3 separate regions of the Sus scrofa genome follow, and all the other regions are linked to region 3. The links are chromatin contacts, called in public HiChIP or PLAC-seq maps. All regions are on one chromosome and are shown on one strand. The core of a region is the stretch at or near the end of the contact, and the rest is flanking DNA. Distances in the headings are between cores, read along the strand shown.

The links. HiChIP or PLAC-seq counts read pairs in DNA pulled down with a chosen protein or histone mark.
Region 1: a contact with region 3 is called in an H3K27ac HiChIP or PLAC-seq map of alveolar macrophages. The contact joins two enhancer-like sites. A contact is called at or near these places in 6 of 47 Hi-C or Micro-C datasets (alveolar macrophages, embryonic fibroblasts, epiblast stem cells and 3 more) and 1 of 2 datasets of contacts at active chromatin or transcription factors (alveolar macrophages).
Region 2: a contact with region 3 is called in an H3K27ac HiChIP or PLAC-seq map of alveolar macrophages. The contact joins two enhancer-like sites.

What each region holds. Positions count from the first base shown.
Region 1 is chr9:86,425,922-86,428,971 of Sscrofa11.1, forward strand. No RefSeq gene overlaps it. Among named protein-coding and RNA genes, the nearest start is that of AHR, 84 kb to the right of the region's middle. Within about 2 kb of position 1,325, at least 10 of the 83 cell types and tissues checked have an H3K27ac peak or open chromatin away from gene starts, as enhancers often do. A contact at or near this core is called in alveolar macrophages, where this site is marked.
Region 2 is chr9:86,378,005-86,381,002 of Sscrofa11.1, forward strand. No RefSeq gene overlaps it. Among named protein-coding and RNA genes, the nearest start is that of AHR, 130 kb to the right of the region's middle. Within about 2 kb of position 1,572, at least 4 of the 83 cell types and tissues checked have an H3K27ac peak or open chromatin away from gene starts, as enhancers often do. A contact at or near this core is called in alveolar macrophages, where this site is marked.
Region 3 is chr9:86,240,200-86,243,302 of Sscrofa11.1, forward strand. No RefSeq gene overlaps it. Among named protein-coding and RNA genes, the nearest start is that of AGR2, 190 kb to the left of the region's middle. Within about 2 kb of position 1,567, at least 5 of the 83 cell types and tissues checked have an H3K27ac peak or open chromatin away from gene starts, as enhancers often do. A contact at or near this core is called in alveolar macrophages, where this site is marked.

The DNA.
Region 1 (3,050 bases), core at 75-2,574, 190 kb after region 3:
ACAGTGGACCGGAAACCACAGAAAGTAAAACAGAATGAGAAAGCTCTGGTTTTGTACTGGAGGCAGAGTTTAAAGAGATTTCTAAGATGCTATGATTTCATCCTTGGGTGGGAGCAACCTATGTACAGCATGAATTGGTTTGCACTACTTTAGGGCAACTCAAGGTTCTAAGTATTTTCCTCTACGTATTTAGTGACTATGTATGTGTTACTTGCCACAGGGAAAATGTGGATCGTGAAAATTATGGTTTCTGTTTCTCAAACACTGCTAATAAAACATCTCTATAAACATCTTTATGTCCAACACATTGACATTAAACACTCTGGTTCCATTGAAGCTTTTTACACAGTAGCTGACACCTGTGCACAGCTCTGGTTTCCCCTCGGAAATATACAGGAAAATATGGGCGCTTCACTAGTCCCTTTCCCATAAATGTTTTCCAAGTTTCATAGACAAATATCCTCTGTATTTTGTCTGCTGAAATATTCATTTCATTGTCACTGGGAGTTTGGCAGGTCTTAGCTCACCCAGGTCATGTTGTTCCTTCCCTTCTGCAAAAGTTGCATAAAACTTCAGGTCAGAGGAGGCCACTCTATGGGTAGATTCAGCAGCACTTTCTTCTACTTCTGTGGCTTGAAATACTCCATGGAAGACTGCACAGAGCTTATCTTCTTTCTATTGCTTTAGACACGTAGGAGTTGCTAACAACACTTAATAATCTCCTGAAAGGAGAGGCCCCATCTCTTAGGATGTAACATGTTGAGAACTAGTCTAGGAAGTTAACCTAAACCACACATTAGTAACTGAAACTTTCAAATTCATGCTGTTGGGAAAAAAAAGGAAAGCCAAAAGTTAAAATTGTTGTTGGTTACTGAATGCCATCAGAACAAGAAAGAAAAGAGAGGAACTGCATAAAAAAAAAAATAAAACTAAAAGTTGGTGTTGTAAAAGACATAATGAGACATGGTAAATATGGCAAGCTAGTGGTAATCCTCTCTCTCTTGAAGTGTTGTCATAAGAGTGAGAAAAATTGTATATGGATCACCCAGCGAGTATTCATATGTTCTAGACCAATACAAGTGTATTTTACCTGTAGTATTTACTTCTGTTATCTTTAATTCCTCACAAGCACTTATAAAGTAGACTCAACCCTGTTTTACAGATAAGAAAATTGAAAGTAAAGGAAGCATACATTTCTTGTCCACGGTGAGACAGCTACTCATTCTGAGTCAGGATTTGCACCCAGGCAGTTTAGCTCCAGAGATAAGAGCATTAACCCCTACGTTGCAGAACTGGCCTCAGTGTACAGAGGAGTTCTGAGCAAGGTCTCAACTCCTGACTTTGACCAGGTGGGGGCAGCAGGAGATGCTCAGTGCTTTAGTCAGAGTGATCTTTCCAATATGTAACTCTATAGATTGTGTTCTCTTGCTTTAAAACGCAGTAAGTGTTGAGTTCAGACTGCTGTGGAAATGTAGTGAAGCACTTCATGATGTGGGGTCTGCCTATCCCTTTAACTCATGCATTGTTGGCTGCTCTTGCTATTGTTTTTGTTTTGTCTTTTTGTCTTTTCTAGGGCCACACTTGCGGCATATAGAGGGTCCCAGGCTAGGGGTTCAGTCGGAGCTGTAGCCACCGGCCTATGCCAGAGCCACAGCAACGCGGGATCCAAGCCACGTCTGTGACCTACACCACAGCTCAGAGCAGCACAGGAGCCTTAACCCACTGAGCGAGGCCAGGGATGGAACCTGCAACTTCATGGTTCCTAGTCACATTCGTTAACCACTACGCCACGAGGGATACTCCGCTATTGTTTTTTTGTTTGTTTGTTTAAATATATTGTTTCTTTAATATAATATATCGGATTTTGCCATACTCTGTTGTAGTTGCTTATATACAAGTCTATCTGCCTGAGAGGCTAGAATCCAGTGAGGGAGCTTCCATGTTTGTTTTCTCTCTGTTATACTCCATTAGGGAGTAATAGCCAAAATTTGAATTAACAGAAGTCACAGGCCTCAGTCAATCAGGATAGACATCTGAAGTAACCAAGCAGTAGGATTTTGTCATTGGGTAGCCTTCCATTACAGACCACTGGTGGATACTTTCTATTTGTGAATGAATGAATGAATGAACGATGTTAAGAAATAGCACTAGATATTTTTGCCTTTGGTTTCATTCTCACTCTTGGCTCTGCTTTATGTCCTTTTTCTTCCTCAATTCTAAGTTATATATTTAAAAATATATTTTGGGAATTCCTGTTGTGGCATAGTAGGATCGGCAGCCTCTTGGGATCACTGGGACACAGGTTTGATCCCTGACCCAGCACAATGGGTTAGGGATCTGGCACAGCCACAGCCGTGGCTTGGATTTGATCCCTGGCCTGGGAATTACATATGCCGGGGGTTGGCCAAAAAAGAAAAATGTTTCTGTATCCTTAAAATTAGATTTTAATCTCTTTCGTGATGAGGATTGGGATAAGTTAGTACATAAAACTGTTGGTGGATATTAACTACCATTGAAACTGATCACTACAAGGATCAATAAGATGGGTGTTCACCTGAAAAATAGGCTGTGGATTATAATACCTTTTTTTCCAAATATCAACCGTTCTGGCTGTTTTGGTGTCTCGAATTTAGAGATTTGTTTCTTATAATTAAAATGTTGCCTTTCAAAGATGAACTGCAAGCTATCCTGGAATGGTTAAGTACTGAAAAATTTAATTAATATTTTAAAATCTTAGCATTGATTCATTTTATTGTTTCCACTTGATACCTTAAAAATTAAGAAGTAAAATAAAATAATCTCAAAAGCCACTTAAGGCAAATGCTGCATTTTTATTGGAGTAAAGAGGAAGAGATTAATCTAAAATTGTGAGAGAAATGCTGGGTACAAATTTTAATTGCACGGAAAGCATATGGACATGCATTTTATACATGTCCAGATAGTTGATCGTTAATAAGCTCACAGCTGATTTCAATGTTCAGCAGCTAGATTTGGGCACCACTGATGGAGCATAGGTTCATGTGGCAAAATTACATCTGGAAAGGGGACCC
Region 2 (2,998 bases), core at 322-2,821, 140 kb after region 3:
TGCTGAAAAGCCTGTCTTTTTCCCATTTGATGTTCTTGCCTCCTTTGTCAAAGATTAATTGACCATAGGTGTCTGGTTTTATTTCTCTATTTTTATCCATTGGTCTGTCTACCAGTACCACACTGTCTTGATGACTGTGGCTTTGTAATATTGCCTGAAGTCTGGGAGAGTTATGCCTCCTGCTTGGTTTTTGTTCTTCAGAGTTGCTTTGGCAATTCTGGGTCTTTTGTGGGTCCATATAAATGTTTGGATTGTTTGTTCTAGTTCTGTGAAGAATGTCATGGGTAATTTGATAGGGATTGCATTGAATCTGTAGATTGCTTTGGGTAGTATGGCCATTTTTACAATATTAATTTTTCCAACCCAGGAACATGGAATATCTTTACATTTCTTTACATCTTCTTTAATTTCCTTGATTAAAATTTTCTAGTTCTTGGCATATAAGTCCTTTACCTCCTTGGTCAGCTATATTCCCAGGCATTTGATTTTTTGGGGTGCAATTTTAAAAGGTATTGTACTTCTATATTCCTTTTCTAATATTTCATTGTTAGTATACAGAAATGTGACTGATTTCTGAATGTTAATTTTATATCCTGCTACTGTGCTGAATTTGTTGATCAGTTCAAGTAATTTTTGAGTTGAGTCCTTAGGGTTTCCTATATATAGTATCATGTCATCTGCATACAGTGACAGTTTTACCTCTTCTCTTCCTATTTGGATGCCTTTCATTTCTTTTGTTTGTCTGATTGCTGTGGCTAGAACTTCCAATACTATGTTGAATAACAGTGGTGAGAGTGGGCATCCTTGTCTTGTTTCAGGTTTTAGTGGGAATGCTCTCAGATTTTCTCCATTGAGTATTATGTTTGCTGTGGTTTTGTCATAAATGGCTTTGAGGTTTGCTTTTTAAACATCCTGTTGACTCAGCCAAATTCTTTATCATTAATATTGCATCATTTATTCATCCTAAAGCTTTTTTCTTTATTTCTAAAACATCTCTGGCTATGAAATCAAGATTGCCTTGAAATATTGGTTGACAGATGACAATTTCTTTTTGTTCAAATCGCAATTTTTTGTGTCTATATTTTAAATTTATTTTGAGTATGAACATACGCTTAGTCCTTATTACTTGTATACTAATGTGCCTGTAAATCAGCTAAGCTGAATAACGCAGCCTTCCTCAAATTTTCAATTTCTAGGGCCTATTGCAAGCTGACTAAATATCTAACATGTTTTGTACTAAATATGAATTCACTTATCAATTGCATTCTTAAAGTTTTTCATTCAGATTTCTCTATTGAATCAAATTGGCATTTTCATAGTTTCTTCTTAGACTCCTTTTTGAAGAAAAAATATATATAGTTTAGAAAGTGCAGTTACTATTTATAACAAGGGAAAAATGCAAATATCACAGCAGAAGTAATTACATCAAATTAGCATGGCCTTAGACATACTTATATGCTGATATGTCCTAACTGCGTTTCTCTAGTTCAGACCTCCCTCCCAAATTCTAGACCATGAGTTAGCAAACTTTGACCTTCAAGCCAAATTTAGCTACAGCCTGTTTGTGTAAATTTTTATTGTAACACAGCCCTGCCCATTATTTTGCACATTGTCTGTGGTTGCCCAGGGGTGGAGTAGTTGTGACGTAACATCTGGCCCACAAAGTCTAATAAAATATTTATTCTCTGTTCCTTTACAAAAGTTTGCTGATTTCTGCTCTAGACTTACAAGCCTATTCCCTCCTATATCTTCACTTAGATGTCCAAAAGTAATGTTGAACTGAAAATGTTCAAAACCAAACTCGCCATCTTTCCTCCAAAAGCTGTTCCAACAGGTGTCTTACCCATCCCAGTTGATGACAATTCCATCTTTACACTTGTTCAAACCTAAAGCTTTGGAGTCATTTCTTTACTTTCTGGTTTCTCTCCCAGCCCTCCTCCAGGCAATGAGATCATCCTAAAGGCTCTATTTTCAGCAAGTACTTGGAATTCAGTCTTTTCTCAAGCCCCTCCACTGCTGAGGCTTTGGTTAGAACAAGCATCATGTTTTAGCCTCATTACTGCTATTGCTGCCCAGGCTGCTTTCTTTTTTTTCTTTTTTTTTTTTTCTTCATTTTCTTTCCTTTTTTTTTCTTACTACTCAGTGAATTTATTACATTTATACTTGTACAATGATCATCACAATTCAAATTTATAGGATTTCCATCCCACAACCCCAGCGCAGCCCCCCAAGGCTGCTTTCTTTTGGCTGTGGCCTTTATAATCCCCTTGACTCTTTTCAACACACGTCTAAATTAATCCTAATGAAATAGAAATCACTCTATGGCTTTTTGCTTCTCTAAACTTTATGGTGGCTCCCACTTTTCCTTAAAATATAACCATCTCTAAGTCATTTTATTCCTCCAAGTTCATTTATTCTTCCTTCCTCAGAATTTGGTTAATAGAATTTCTATTTGATTAATAAAATTCCCATCCATTTTGACTCTTTCTAATTTTAAGATGATACTTCCACTACTAAAACTTCATAACTTAAACTCAGTTCATTAGAAACCAGAGCTTAAGGCTAAGATCATAAATATTTTTTGAGGAAGTACAAGCTTAACGTTAATGATATCATGGAAAAATGGTAATAAAACAAGGAGAGATGGAAAGTAATGAAATAGAATTGTTAGTGCAGTAGCCACCCTTTTCAACTAGCTGCAGAAAAACACAGTAAGATACTCAGGTGTGTTCTTCTGGCATGTAGGAATTTTTTGAAAAACCCACAAGGAAAGGCTGTAATTTAAAATGTCAAAGGGACAAAGAAAAGGAAAAGTATCTGCCTAGCACCCTTTTACTCCCCCTTCCCTTTGGTTAGAGTTTCCCCATAGAAAGCTGATTTTCCTCACCTTTGTGTTGCCTTGTCTGGCTGTACAGAAAGCAGGTAGTGTGGCATTTTATTGAACCCAGAAATGACTCGACACAAATGAGCTCAGCATGTGGGAAGTGAGGACAGCTTA
Region 3 (3,103 bases), core at 317-2,816:
AGAAGAAGAAGAAAGACCAGGCCATACACTTGTGTATTTCCCAGGCCATTGCTGAGAGCCAGGAACCCTGAAGACAGGACAGAATACCTGCCAAGATTATGTTTGATGGACAGGAGGTTGGAGTATTTATCCATCAGTTCCCATTCTCCACTGGTAGAGGGTGTGTGGACTTCCCCTCCTGTGATTCGTGCAGGCTTGTAGAAGGTCTTGGGGCTGAAAAGCTGAAAGACGCAAGCCAAGCACTTTGGGTGCAGCAGTGTCAGCATAAATCTGAGCTCATATCTAACTGTCCAACAAAGCTGTGATTACAATCAAGCTGCCACAAAAGGCAAGATGACAATTAATAGCAGACAGTATAGCAGTTACCTCTAGCAGAGAGGGAAAGAACTGTAAGTGAGGAGTTGTAAACTGTGGATATGAAGGGACTTTTGGGGTGCTGTAATACCCCATGATTTTATTTGCAGTTACACAGATATTGCTTTGTAACCTTCTAAGTGGATGTACATTTACAACACGTACTTCTATATTATGATATAGCCTCGATTGATCATAGTGTCCTGAAATTATAGGCATTTAACCTTATTTCTATATTAAAAAAATTATGTATGAGAGGGGCTGGAGGCTTGAACAAAAGGTAATACCAGATGATAAATGTGTAGTTATGTTCAGGATGAAATGAGAGAAAGATGGATAGTGTAGAAACCACTTAGGAAACTATATAGTTTAGATATTTGCTAATAACAGTCTGAATTATTGTGTTGTCAGGGTAAGTGTGGAGTAAGGAACAATATAAAAGCTATTCAAACCAGATCAGTCTGACTTGATGGAGAAATCAGCAGATATCTATCTCTGAGATTTTAAATCTCATCCCTTTTATCAATGACACAGAACTGATCACATCATTTTTGATGTGTTGCCACAGGACTTTGTGCCTTATACACATTCTGATTTGAGTTCCTACCTCACTGAATTGGAAATGCTAGTACAGGTCTGCTTTTCTATTTCAGGATAAACATGGAGGGGAGAAATTGTGAGTTTATATACATATTAATTGATGATGTTTATTGAACTACTGGATTATGAATAGTGAACGAGTTATGAATTATGAATAATTAGCAAATTAATGCATTAGACAAACCTAATAGAAATTTAAACTCATGTTGAGTAATTGCTGCATCAGTAAAAGCCTTTGCTAATGCTAATACATAACTGCACAAGAAACAGGGGAGTAAAAAGAATGATTAGTAGCAGAGATGAATTTTTAAAAATATATATACAATATATTCTCATAATATATATTTTATAAAAAAATATATATATATTTTGTGATAGATGTTATTGCTTCTGTCACTAAATAGTGAAAGTATGCTCTTCCTTGACTCATTCTATCAGGCAGCTGTACAAGTAGCATCGTTATTTGTGGTTGCTCTTTTGAGACAGCAGGAATGGACTTTTCCAGACTCTAATTCTCTACTTGAAATTGAGCCTGCCTTTGAATTTTTCTCCCTTCACTCCCTACTTTAATCCAATCCTCCCTATAGGGGGAGCTAAGAGATTTGAGTACATTAGGTATAAAGGGTTCGCTATTAGTTGATCACAGAAACATTACTTTCATGTTGCAAACATAACACTCTACCAATAAATGTTTGTTGAGTAGATGCATGAATGACTGGGATATTTTTGGGTCACCTACTTTGAATGACTGAGTGTTTTAGGAGTACCTGCCAGATAGAGTCAGTGAGAATGGTTGTTAGGACTACTTGAGAGGCAGCCAACATTAGTCAAATCAGCTGCTACTTCTGGGAGCATGGTCTCAGAGAAGTTACCCAAGACCAGTGTCCCGAAACTACAAAAAAAAAAAAAAAAAAAAAAAAAAAAGGGGAAAAATACTTCTCAAAAACTATCCCCAAGAAAATTATTTCATAATCCATTTTTTTTTTTTTTTTTGCAGATGTCACAGTAAATGGGGTAAGCAAATAGGAATAGAAGCAGCATGTGCTTTGTTCTTGCATTTTCAAAATTAGATCAGAGTCTGGGATAAGATCATTAGCTACAGACATCAATTTCTCACATGGTAATAACTTTGGGAGATTAAAAGTGTGCATAAAACTGTTTTTTTTTTTTTTTTGTTATTCATCAACATTATCCAGACCCTCGTTATCTTCACTACTCCACTCTCTTAATGACCCTTGACCATTTGAAAAGAGCAGGATAGTTAAAAAGGAAGTGGAATAGAGAGAGAGGGAATGTTACTTGGAAAAATATGCTTGTAATAGCAATCTTATTTTTACTAAACTCTTGACAGTGTTTTTAGTAGTTGCAACAAAAGGGGATTTAAGTGGAATCTATTACAGACACCTTCACTTTACTAAAGGAATAAACTATTCTACCAAGAGGAGTTTACGAATTTTTGGAAACGTACCTTTTTTTTTTTTTTTAAGTAGAAGTAATGCTGAACAAAGTTAGTTTTATCATGGAATAAATAGAATTACTTGTGGTTTACTTTGTTTTATTTTAAACCTTTCTCATAAAATTTTCTTTTGCTTTCTCTAAAATCTTTACTTGGCCAGGAGAATAATCTGGAAAGTTGAGACCAGGGAAAACATGGATGGCAATGCGCTCTGTGGTTTGACTGTGCTAGCAACACAAGCCACTGTTTGCCCTCCTTTGAGTAAGGGAAATGAGTTAAGCTAAGGATGGGAAAGATTTGAAGGTGAGGGAGGGTGATGGAAAGGGCGCTAGGAATAATTTTTATTTTGTTTTTGGAGATGGAAACAGGGCAGATACACTCGTATCAGCAGCTATATGGTTTCCTGAGCTATGAGTCCTGAAATAATGACTATCTGTGGAGATCCACAACGGCTGCATAGAAGAGTCGTCAGTACACTCTGTGATCTTCTGATTTATTCCTTTGCCCAGGAAAGTCACCATTACTGAGGTTTTTCCTGTCTAGCAACTTGCTGCCTCTACTCCAATTTCATCTACTCCGCCCCTTAATCCCCCCCACCCCCGCCCCCGCCCCCGCTTCAAGGAAAGAGGAAAAGATTGCTTTAAAGGGTAAATAGAGTTTCACCGGTAGAGTGGGATTTGCAAGAGAATAACG